2 separate regions of the Mus musculus genome follow, and region 1 is linked to region 2. The links are chromatin contacts, called in public HiCAR-type maps. All regions are on one chromosome and are shown on one strand. The core of a region is the stretch at or near the end of the contact, and the rest is flanking DNA. Distances in the headings are between cores, read along the strand shown.

Evidence for each region. HiCAR-type assays count read pairs that join an accessible place to other places.
Region 1: a HiCAR-type map of astrocytes shows a contact between it and region 2, with 2.5 times the contacts expected there. The contact joins the promoter of Xpo1 here to the promoter of Peli1 in region 2. A contact is called at or near these places in 1 of 484 Hi-C or Micro-C datasets (CD4 T cells) and 1 of 115 datasets of contacts at active chromatin or transcription factors (astrocytes).

The regions. Positions count from the first base shown.
Region 1 is chr11:23,252,628-23,258,612 of GRCm38.p6, forward strand. Xpo1 (exportin 1) reads left to right here and starts at 3,414. Exons shown (of 26, transcript NM_001035226.1): 1 at 3,414-3,533; 2 at 4,017-4,090.
Region 2 is chr11:21,089,516-21,095,347 of GRCm38.p6, forward strand. It overlaps Peli1 (pellino 1), which reads left to right and starts at 1,809. Exons shown (of 7, transcript NM_023324.2): 1 at 1,809-2,163.

The DNA.
Region 1 (5,985 bases), core at 2,164-4,663, 2.2 Mb after region 2:
TCTTTCTTTTTCTTCCTTCCTTCCTCCCTCCCTCCCTCCCCCTCTCTTTTTTTCTCTTGTTCTTTCATTCTTTTTTTTTTTAAGACAGGCTCTTCTAGCCGGGCGTGGTGGAGGCAGAGGTTTTCTCTGTGTAGCCCTAGCTGTCCTGGAACTCTCTCTGTAGACCAGGCAGGCCTCGAACTCAGAAATCCACCTGCCTCTGCCTCCCGAGTGCTGGGATTAAAGGCATGCACCACCACACCTGGCCAGTACTGGAATTTTTTATCAGTCTTTGCACATAAAGTTTCTTTTCAGGAGTTTTCATTCACAGTTGGGATCACAGATGCACACCACCAGTGCCTGGCTGGAAATGTTCTTTTGATTTATTTTAAAGGAAACGTTCTTTGATTTGTTTTGAGACAGAGTCTCAGGGTTGTTCAAATACTGTCTCACTGGGGTAGGACTATCCTGTATCTAGAAATACTGAAGAGATGAAGAGTGGTTGCTTCCACCTGCGATCAGCTCTCAAGAGAGAGGGAAGACAGTGGACCAGCTAGGTATGTGCAGCAAATTCTAGGCCAGCAAGAGTTATGGTTGCATGTACCTTAAATCCCAGCATTCAGGAGGCAAAGGCAGGCACATCTCTGTAAGTACAAGGCCAGCCTGGTCTACACAGCCAGTTCTATGACATACAGATCTACATAGAGAGACCTTGTCTCAAAAACAACAGAAAGCTCTGGGCAAGTGTCTTAGTTTGGATTTTATTGCTGTGAAGAGACACCACGACCATGGCAACTCTTATAAAAGCAAGCATTTAATTGGGGATGGCTTATAGTTTCAAAAGTTTAGTCCAGTATCAGCATGACAAGAAGCATGGCAGAGTGCTTGCTGGCATACATGGTTCGGGAGGAGCTGAGAGATCTGCAAGCATCAGAAAGACTGTGTGCCACACTGGGCATAGCTTGAGCTTAGGAGACCTCAAAGCCTGCTTCCACAGTGACACAGTTCCTCCAACAAGGGCATACCCATTTCAACAAGGCCATTCCTTCTAATTGTTCCTATGGGACAAGCATTCTATGAATATGTTGGAGCCATACCTATTCAAACCACCACAGCAAGCCATAGCTAAAGGCATGAACCACCACACTTGGAAAAATACGATTTGTTTGTTTGTTTTTAAGACAGGGTCTGTTTGGCTTGGAACTCTCTATGTAGACCAGGCTGGCCTTTGACTCACAGAGATCTGCCTGCCTCTGCCTCCCCAGTCTTTCTACTAAGGGTGTGTCCCACTGTGCCAAGCCACAAAGGCTATTTTTCAGAAAGGCATCCATATACCTGTAATTCCAGTCAGCACTAGAGACAAACAGAGGAAAATTTGAATTTAAGGTCAGCCTGCAATTTATTTAGTCACAGGATACAGTGGCACTAGGGAGGCGGAGGCAGGATGGTCTCTGCCAGTTCTAAGCCAACAAGGGCTATACACCAAGTCACTGTCTCAAAAAAAGAAAAAGGAACCGATGGATTAACTCAACAAGGTGCTCTCATTTCCTCACTGGAGCTGTGCCAAGCAGCCCCTGACCCAAACAAACAAACAAAATAAATTCCTCACGAGATTATAAAGAATTAAATAGAACATTGCACATAAGGTCTTCCATACCCATTGAATTCAGGTATTCGACTTAGTTTATTTACATTTCCATATCTCTATCCTTGGGGGTAGGATTGTTTTTAACTGTTGAAGGTAATGAAAATGTATAAGCAGTGTCAGATCTGTGTTCCGAATATTTGTTTTTGTGTATAGGGATAGCATCTTCTGCCTCCAGCTGACACTGAATTTATTCTGTAGCTGAGGATGGCCTTGCATTCCTATTCTTCCTGTCACTTCTTCCCAAGTGCTGGGAGTTCAGGCCTGTGCAATATGCCAGGTCAACTGTGTTGACTTAATAAATGTTGTGGCACAACAGACCAGTCGATTTTGGTGGACTGCTGGCTGTTTTTCCCCCAGATAGGGTTCTCTTTGTAGTTCTGGCTGTCCTGGAGCTTGCTCTGTAGTCCAGGCTTGTTTGAATTCAAGAGATCTGCCTGCCTCTGCCTCTGTCACCACCACCCAACTGCTGGTTGTTTTAAGCAACCCTAATCAGCAAAACTGACCTGGCACTTGGGAGCCATGGGTTAACCTAGGGGCGTGGCATAATAAGGGCACGCACCAAGTTAAAAGAAGTTGGCACAAAATCTGTCTATACGCATTGTTAAGTTAGCAACAGGATTTTCAATGTGTTAGGACTAATTTTTAGAAATAACTTCTTGTTGAAGCAGTCTGGGGAGAGTTAATTTTTTGTTGTTGTTTTTTTTCGAGACAGGGTTTCTCTGTGTAGCCCTGGCTGTCCTCGAGCTCACTCTGTAGACCAGGCTGGCCTCGAACTCAGAAATCCCTGTCTCTGCCTTCCAAGTGCTGGGATTAAGGGCATGCGCCACCTCTGCCCGGTAGAGAGTTAAATTTTTAAGGAGGCTCGTCCAATAACTAACTAGACAACCGTTTCCAGGCGCCCAAACTGCACGCCCGTTTATGCCAACCTCGGCCCGTGCTATTCACGTTCCCATGCGGTGCCCAAACCCAGGCCTCTACAACGGATCCAAGGCCCAGGGCCTACCATCCGGCACCTATGTGTTCTTTTCGGTCCTTCGCGGCCGTCTATTTCCATGTAGAAACAGGGTGTGCCCTCCCTTTTCCGAGCACAGACCCCATCCTAAGGGCGGATGCTGGGGCCCCAGGACGAGGCCCCTGAGGTTGGCGGGAGCTCGAGGGGGCGGGCCGCCAGGGAACGGGGAGGGGGGGAAAGCAGAAAGACGAGCAACGCGCGCGGCGCTCAAACCCGCGCTGCCTTCTGCTCACGGGCGAACCCCACCCTCTCCGTCACCAAAGGCGCCCAGCCAATGGGCGAGCCGGAAAGGCCGGGCTTACAAGCGAGGGACCGAGAGGGGGAGCCACTCGAGGGGAAAGGGATGTAGAAGGCGGGCTGCACTTGACTGACAGCTCACTCAAGCCAATCCTCTGTGAGGCTTCTCCGCTCTCCTCTTTGCTGGGCTCTGTTCGACGTCCCACCTTCTCTTCCTCCACCCCCCCCTCACTCCTTTGCGTCCCGCCCCGCCTCCCCTCCCCCACTCTGCGGGCAAATCACTGCTGGAAAGAGGCGGGGGCCTAAGCGGCAGGCTCGTGTGGAGCCTTGAGGTGGGATTGACGGGCGCTCCGACCAATAAGAGGTAGGCTGATGGCGCGGCTGTGGCCGGGGCCGACCAATGGGCGCGCGGCCTGGGGGCGGAGGCCCAGGTTCCAAACGCTCCGCGGCGCCATGGGCTGAAAACTCAACCGAGATGGAATCTCCCAGTCTGAACCGGTTTCAACCGGTTCCGAGTTTGAGGCACTAGGAGGAGGGGGAGAAGCGGCTGCAGCGGCCGCGGCAGGAGCAGCGGGAGCTTCAGCATCAGCAAGAGCAACAGTAGCTACAGCCCCGGCGGCCGTGCCTGTTCCAGCCTTTGCTGCAGCAGTCGTGCAACCATCCCGAGGGGGAGGGGGGAGGCACCAGTCGCTGAGGAGCACGCGAAGGGGGGAAAGTTTAGGCTAGCTCGGGTGGGGGGGCCCGGCGCCGGAGCGGCGTGAGCGAGGGAGCCCTGTGTGGTAGGGGGAGCCGGACTGCAACTGGCGGCAGAGCGGCCCCGGCCGTACGGACTCGCGCTGCTGCTCCCGCCGCCGCCTGTGGCTGGAGGGTCCTGGGCTCTGTCTCACGGACTGGCCCGCTCCCCTCCCCCTTCCTTCCCTCCCCAGCCGGGCGGGAGCATTTATTTCTCGGATTAATTCCCCTTTTTGGTGGGGCGCGTGTGTGTGCGTGCGCGCGTGTGTGTGCGTGAGTGTGTGTTGGGTGGAGTTGTCCCTAGAATAGTAAATACTGAGCTTTTTTTTTTTTTTTTGCCCTTCTCTGCTTTTTAATTTCTTTTTTGTTTAAGGTGGGAAAACTGTGAAACCCACCTTGATTTCCTCCCCTCTCCCTCCTCCCCACCTTCCCTCGCCCCAAGCCCGGACAAGGAAGGAAGAAGCAGTTGGTTGAATTTCTGGGTAAGTCGGTCGTGTGCTCGGGGCCGAGGGTCGGGCGGCGGCGGCGCGGCGGGCATGAGGCGAGGCGGGCGGCGGGCGCGGGGCCCTCGGCGGAGCCTGAGATTGAATGGAAGCGCTTCTGTCGCTCGGTGATGGAGGTGGGGAGGCGGCCGCGGGAGGGGAGCGCTTGCTGGGTCATCTTCGTGTGCGGGTGGCGGTGGAGGAAGGCGAGGAGCGTGGTAGTGAGGCTGAGCCCCTGCGCGTGGGTGGAAGGGCTTCCCCAGTCCAAAGGGCTGGGGAGAGTCGGGGGTGATTTCGGGAACGTCTCTGTAAATTATTAGGAGTGGAAGTTTCCAGAAATATTTAGTGCAGCAGCATTGAAACGTCCGCCTGCATCACGTGGCCCCCTCGGTGGAGAGCTTGGGATGGGGGAGGGAGGGGCTACCGAGTCCCTTCTTATGTGAAGAAACTCGAAAGCCTTGTGGGTGATTTTTGTTGTTGTTGGTTTTGTGAGTGTGTGTATAACAAGAAGTAGGAAAGAGGAGTTAATTTCTTTTTTTCGGGGGCCTGCAGTTGGGGTTCCGTGTTGTAGGTTGTTTTCGCCCGGGGCATATATGTCTTGGTGAAACCGTGTACTGCTGGCCGTGGACAGTGAATGATGCCCTCCCTGCTCCTCCTTCTGGTTTCTTGAGTTTGCGGTGTAGGAGAGGAAGTGGTGGTAGAGGATGCACTGAATACTCGCCGAGGCGGGACCTCGGATCACTCAGAGGACATGCTGCATAGAGAATAGGGCGGTGAACTTAGGCGCCGGGTCTAAATGCCTCCTCCGAGTATGGGCGGGGTGAGTGCGTGCTCCTGTGAGCTATAGTTAGAAGTGCTGAGAGTCGTTCGGGTGGGAAGCCAGGGGAGGGCGGTCCCTTCCTAGTGAGGCGTGTGTTTCTTACTGAATGAAGCAGGCGATTGCCCACACACGGAGTAGCAGTCTTTTGTAGCATCTTGTTTTTTGACTCATTGTGAACTTACCTTTTTAGATGGCTACTGGTGGGTAGTGTTTTGCTGCTTGCAGTGCCATTGAAGGTATATGGACAATCACTTGTAGAGTCACAGCATTGTTTGATGGGTTCCTACAGTTCACAATCCAGTGAGTGGAATTTGGGATTGGGGGACACCAACGAGACAGGTGAACCAATCAGAAAGTGAACAATCCCTCCATAGCTGCACTACTTACTGCATGATTCTGTATCTTGAATGTGGGTGTCACGGCTGACGGTGGAATGACTATTTGGAAGCTGTTTGGTTGGGGCTGCTAAATGTGCTTGGCATTGACCACAGAGCCGCCATTTCTGGATTACCTATAGTTGAAGTTGGAAGATAACCGCTAGTTCCGAGAAAGGCCAACAACTGTATTTAAGTATTCTTAGATTGCACCCCTTCCCCCACATGAGTCTAGTATCTGAATTCTTAGAGAAGACCAACTTGAAAATGAAACTTAGGACTTAAGTGTAGGGTCATTTGACTAAACATTTAATCATTACTTTTTTTTTTAAAGAACTATAAATTGAGATAGTGTCTGAGACAAGTTGGTTGCAATTTTTAACCATAAACTCGAAAAATCTGTTTTAATCTGTAAAAGTTATGACACTTGAAGTTATTGGAAAGAATAGTTATTTGTTAGTGGGATTTATTTTTCTTGTATATTAGTGTTCTGTTTTTCCCTTCTTAAGACAGACAGAGTCTCACTGTGTATTCCAGTCTGTGCTTCCATCTCTTCTGGGATTGCATATGTCTTATCTCTTAACACTGGCCTTGGTGTTAATTGTCCTTTCACCTCCCAGGTGCTTTCTTTAATTTTTAATATATAATTTATTTTTACTTTTAGTTTATGTTTTGTTGGTGTTTTGCCTGCATGTATGTCT
Region 2 (5,832 bases), core at 559-3,058:
ATTAAGCTTCTCAAATATATCTTATCAAAAACTCATGTTTGAATACTGCTTCCAGAAGAAATAAAAAAAAGATGACATTCTTTAGCATATTACCCCCACCCTTCATGGGCTTAGCTGTCTCCTTCATTTTCTTGAAGTTTCCTCATGCCTCTCTCCCCAGTGTGCTTCTGCCACCGCCAGCAAATGTGCCATTAGCCTCTGTGTCCTCGAGCTCCCTGCTCCTTCACTGCTCTCTTCCACCTTTGCCAATAAAATACACAAACGTGGAAGCCGTGAGTCAGCCCACATTCAAATGATCTTTGAAGCACTTCCTGACCCTGCCTGAGTCTGAGGTAGTCTGAATTTTCCTATGACAGCATAGATCACACTGAGTCCATTTATCTGTCTCTTCCTTGGCAGAGAGAGGGGACAATGAATACAAAGTATGTCTCTTTTATATCTTTACAGCTCTATTTTTGAGGCCCAATAAAGTGCCTGGCACATAGTAAATACCTTTACTTGTTTTTTAGTATTTTATTTAAATATCTACATTAAATATTTTAAATACAGGTGTCTTGCCTGCATATATGTCTATGGGCCAATGAGGCCAGAAGATGGTGTTGGATTCCCTGAAGTTACAGGAGGCTGTGAGTGTCCACATTGGTGCTGGAAAAGAAGCCAGGTCCTTTGGAAGCGTGACCAGTGCTCTTAACTGCTGAGCCCTGCTGAGCCATTCTCTGTCTCCCGTGTACTTGTTTCTTAAATTACTTATTTCTTCATTGATCAAATAATTATGTGGTCTGTGGGCATCCAGGGTTTTTGATCCTAAGACTATTTGAAAATCCTTAGTTTCCCATCTTGAAATAGATGTCTGATTCCTTGGCATTAATGTTTTTTCTTCCAGGTTCTAGGTACTCTATTAAGGGAAACTGAGGCAAATTACCTGTAAACCTTCTGGAGAGCCAGTACTGTGTTTTCTCACACCACCATACATGCATACCTGGTCATTTAGAAAGGGTGTAAGACTTAGCTGAGCACAACATACCCATACCATGTTTCAAGGTGCCGTATGTTGTAATTTGATAGTGAGAAACTTGAATCGGCTAATACATACATTGAACAGTTCTGAACTCTCTCTACTTATCTTTTGAATATATATTTATGGAATCTGGATGTTTGAAGAACTATAGATTTTCAGATGAACAAATTGCAGTACAATGATCCAACAATGCTGTTAATGCTGAACTTGGGTTGGAATTAAATGTAACTAACCGAACAAAGAAATTACAGAATTCTGTTAATGGTCACGCTCCCTACAGTTTTATAACCTAATTGTTAAAACACTAAGAACAAGTAGATTTTTAGTACCTTGGGTAATTCTCTTGAAGGAGGCAAAGGAAGGGGGTATTTATGATTTGCAGAAGAAATCTAAACAACCAAGGAGACTGCCATGTCAAGAGGAAGTTAGATTTCACTGGGCACTTGGAAGTGGTTGGGGGTGGGGTGAAGCAGGAGGGACTGGCTGTGGGCAGGAACCCAATGGCACCAAAGACACAAGACCAGCCTTGTTTAGTCAACTACAGTCCAGAACCTTCAGGCTTAGTGAATGGGTGACTATGGCAACAGTCCCCGCCCCAACCCCCTTGCGCGTGCACAGCGCAGAGCCAGCAGTAGGCTCCTCCACAACAGATACTTTTTTTTTTCTCTCTCGGTAAAGAGAACTACAGTTCCCAAGAGCCCTCTCGGCACCGCCTCGCGATGTGGCCCTGCCCCTTACCCTTATGCCCCGCCCTCCCGCTAGTCCCGGTCCCTCCTTCCCAGTGTGTGTCAGTGACCCAAAGGCGGTTCGAGGCGGAGGGACCGTCGGGGGCGCCGCCGCCGCCTTCTCCAGCGCCAGCAACAGCAGCAGCAGCGGCAGCGACAACAGCAGCAGCGGCAGCAGCGGCCGTGCGGCGCCACCGGATCTGCCTGCAGCCCGGGGAGCTCACCACAAAGCGGGCCCGAGCCTCCCTCTCTAGTCCGCGCTCGGCTCTGCGTTCCACTCGGCCTCGCGGGGCTCGGCGGCTGGCGGGAAGGCGGCGGGCTCCGCTGGTGCCTGCGTTCAACCGGTGCTCGCGCCGCCCCCGCGCCCCGGGTGTCCGTGCGGCGGGCCGAGCTGGCGTTCCGGCCACCAGCAGTCGTCCGGTGAGTGCGGCGCGGGCGGCGAACGGGGGCGCGAGGGCCGGCGGCGCGGAACTTCCTCCGAGCCTTTGCCGGTGGCGGCGCGGCGGCCTGCGCGCCCGCCCGCCCGCGGGGAGGCGGCGGGGAGCAGAGTTTGCGGCGCCGCATCCCGCGCGGAGGGAGGAAGCGCCTTTGTGAGGAGCTGCCCGGAACGCCCTCCCCCACGGCTGGAGCGGGTGCGCGGCGGAGGGGAGCCCCAGCTCGGCGGCCCGGTTCTCGCTCCCGCGGCCAGGCTGCAGGCCGGCGAAGTGGAAGGGGAACAAAGGGGCGGTGGGCTTTTCTTTTGTTTGTGTGAATCTGATAACTTCTCAGCTTCCTTACGTAACACAGAATTCCAAGTTAGTCATTCTTTTTATTGTTATGATTATTGTCATCATCTCTGCGTGCCTCTACGTTTCCTTTCATCTTGGGAATCTCAGAGCATTTTAAAAACACTAATTAATTTCACCTCCCGGCCCTTGCCAAGCCCGTTTCCGTACGTGGGTAAACTGAGGTCCAGAAAGCCCTCAAATTGATGGATACGCTTGATGTACCGCGCTGGTGTCTGAGGCTCCGAAAGCGTTTATGAGTAATAACTCATTCTCCAAATGCCCTGTGGAAAAGTTAAAGATGCTCATTTTACTTACAGGTTAAATGAAGTCTGGAAGAAGTCTAGGTAATTGTTAGGTAGTTGAAACAATAATTCTTTTTAAATAGTATTTGAATCTTAAAACCTCAAAGGACTTTCTGAAAAATGTTCCGAGTGGTGAAGATACTGTAAGTCATCAACTCACTTCGCCATATATTATGTTTATATGTGCAGATCTCTTACAAAGTCAGACAACAATGATGAGGGAGGGGATAGTTTTTACTTAACCTACATTTAACATGTTTAGTCACTACTCACAATATGCTCGTTGGTTTTAGCCCCAGCACTCTTCCATCAACAAATATTGAGCATCTCATCCACAGGACGCTTTATTAAACCGAGAATTGAAGCTTTTGTGTATCAAAGGTTGTCTGTTTTGATTCAAAGGCTCTTTACTTTCGGGTAGTAGAGTGTTACTTTGTCTTCGTAGCAGGTGATCTTTTGTGTCAGATAGCACAATGTCTTTTCTCCACATTAACCGAGTTTGCCTAGTCGTGTGAATTTAAAGTTTTTGAATTGTGAACAGGGTGCAGTTCCTCAATTTCTTGTTTCGGTTTATGATGCATTTTCACAGGTAACAACATATTTCCCCAGAGTATTCAAATACACATACTTGAAACATTCTCCTTATTGTCTAAATATAGCATATAATTTCTTTGGGTTTCTTTCTTTCTTTTTTTTTTTTTTTTCACAGTTAACATCTGTAGTAAATACTCTGAGGGCAATTAATCTTTTAAACACTTTTGGTATCAAATGGAAGGTGTGAAAACTTTAAATCAAGTGTTATTTCTACAAGTTCTTTTCCTAAGTTGTATGAGATTTAGAACTGTAATAGCATTATTTTCATTTACACACTTAATTTAATTTTGTAATGCCCCCAGATTTTAAATCTAGTAGGTGTGTCAGAAAACGAAAGTGAGACTTTAGATATTTTTTCTTCTGTTCCCCAACCTATCCCCTTTCTGAAGTTTGTTAAGAGATCTGTTGAGCAATTTGAAAATGGAACACTTAAATGTATAGAAGATTGCTTATATGGTTATAGTGTTTCATCTGATAAATTTAAGGAATCTTAACCACCTAGGTTTTTAGTGTAAACTGGAAACCACCTTAGTTGGAGACTTGGCGGTTATTTGTGTGTTCCTTAAAATTAGCATTTAAGTAACCTTGTATTGACCTTTTCTGATAGTACTTACCAGCCAGCTCTACCAGGACCATTTGTACTTTTAAGGAACCCACTAACAACAGTGCTTTTGTCCTGTCCGATTCCAAGAGTCCAGAGGCAGAAGTTAGTGAAGTCTGGGTTTGCTGCCTTCCTGAGTTCTTTAGGATGCTTTAAAACAAATGGCTGAACATTACAGGGCAGGAAACAGAGCTATTGAGGCAGTTTTCAGAGGGAAGCCTCAGAGGGTTCCTATTTGCCTTAGTTTCTGCTTCTGTTTTACTTGTCAAAATGTCAGTTAAGTCCCTTGATTTAGAATGTGCTCCACTGTGGTTGCCCAGTAGATAGGTGTAAAGGGCTATAGAATTCTGCTTTGTGAACAGTTTTTCTGTTCACAGAGAAATGTAAAGCAGATTGAAAAACCCATTGATAGGCTCAAAAGTAATAGATAAGGCAACTGACAAAGACTTTAGGAAGTATAATATTAAATATTCCTGGAAACATTTATAAATAAGGAACAAAATTCTAGTTGAAGTCCCAGACAATAAATTACACATAGCACGGTCTTTCAATTTATAGATTTGTAGCCGTCTTTCTCAGAGCCCTTCTTCATATGTCATAGAAAAGTCTATATAAGATACTCTTTCAAATGACTCGGGCTGTTCTAGAGTTTCTTACTACACTCTAGAGTTTCTTTTTACACGTCATTGTTAGAGTCTCACCTCTGCTAGGGAAAGCTCACCTAGGCCTACACTAATTTGTAGGATCTTAAAACAAGAAATACAGGTCACTCAGAGATCTGGATATGATTTCAAGTTATCTATTAGTGTTTTCTATGCTGTTTTAATAGATACGTGCTTGGAAATACTGGCTAACATGCTATACTTAGTAAATTCTAAGTCATCTTTGTTCTTGTGCAAGGAATGTGTGCTAAGGAGAAGCATGAGATCTCCTGGGGGGAGTTTACAGGTTTGGTTTGGTTTGGTTTGAGAGGTTGTTTTTGTTTTCAGATCAGATTTTGCCTTGTAGTATTTCCCACCCTAGCCTTGAAATGAAGGTCCTCCTCCCTAGCCTCCCCAGCAGTGCTCCATGCCTGGAAGATTGGAATCTTTTGATGCAGTAGGTAGCCACTTTCAGAAATAATTTAGAGAAAAGGGGCTCCATTGACTGACTGAGGAGAAATGAATTGCACGTGATTCTCAAAACATTTTTCTCCCAAGAATGTTACATGGGATATTTTAGATGATGGAGATCATCAAAGATGATGATGGTGATGATGGTGGTGGTGGTGGTGGTGGTGATTTTGTCACAGTAAATGTCACTTCAGACAGAGTTTTGCGTTTTACTTATTTTCGTGTGTGAGCAAGATACATGTTTGTTACCCACCTACAGAAGCTTTTTCTTACAGATAGATTCCAGAGAACAGTTGTGGGAGTTGGTTCTCCTCTTCCACTGTGTGGGTCTAGGGATTGAATTCAGGTCATCAGGCTTGGCCGAGGCTCGTGTACCTTTACTCTTGTATCTTGTAATATTACACTTCAAAATACCATTTACAGAAGAATAGAATGTTACTAATGCTTAAATGTGAAAGTTCTAATTCAGCACACGTGCTATTTAGTTCCCTTTCAAAGCATTTGTTCTTGCTTTTAGTTTATAATGAACCTCTTGCGATGGGAGTAACTGTAAAAATATGTAGTTTTCCATGATTTTCTACTTTTTTTTTTGCCACAATTTGCTCTATCCCACCCAGCTTTCTAGAATAAGCAAAGAAATATTTAAAGACACTTAAACACTCTTACTTATTATACTAAATGTCAGCTGAATTTCAACATACAAAGTATGGTCA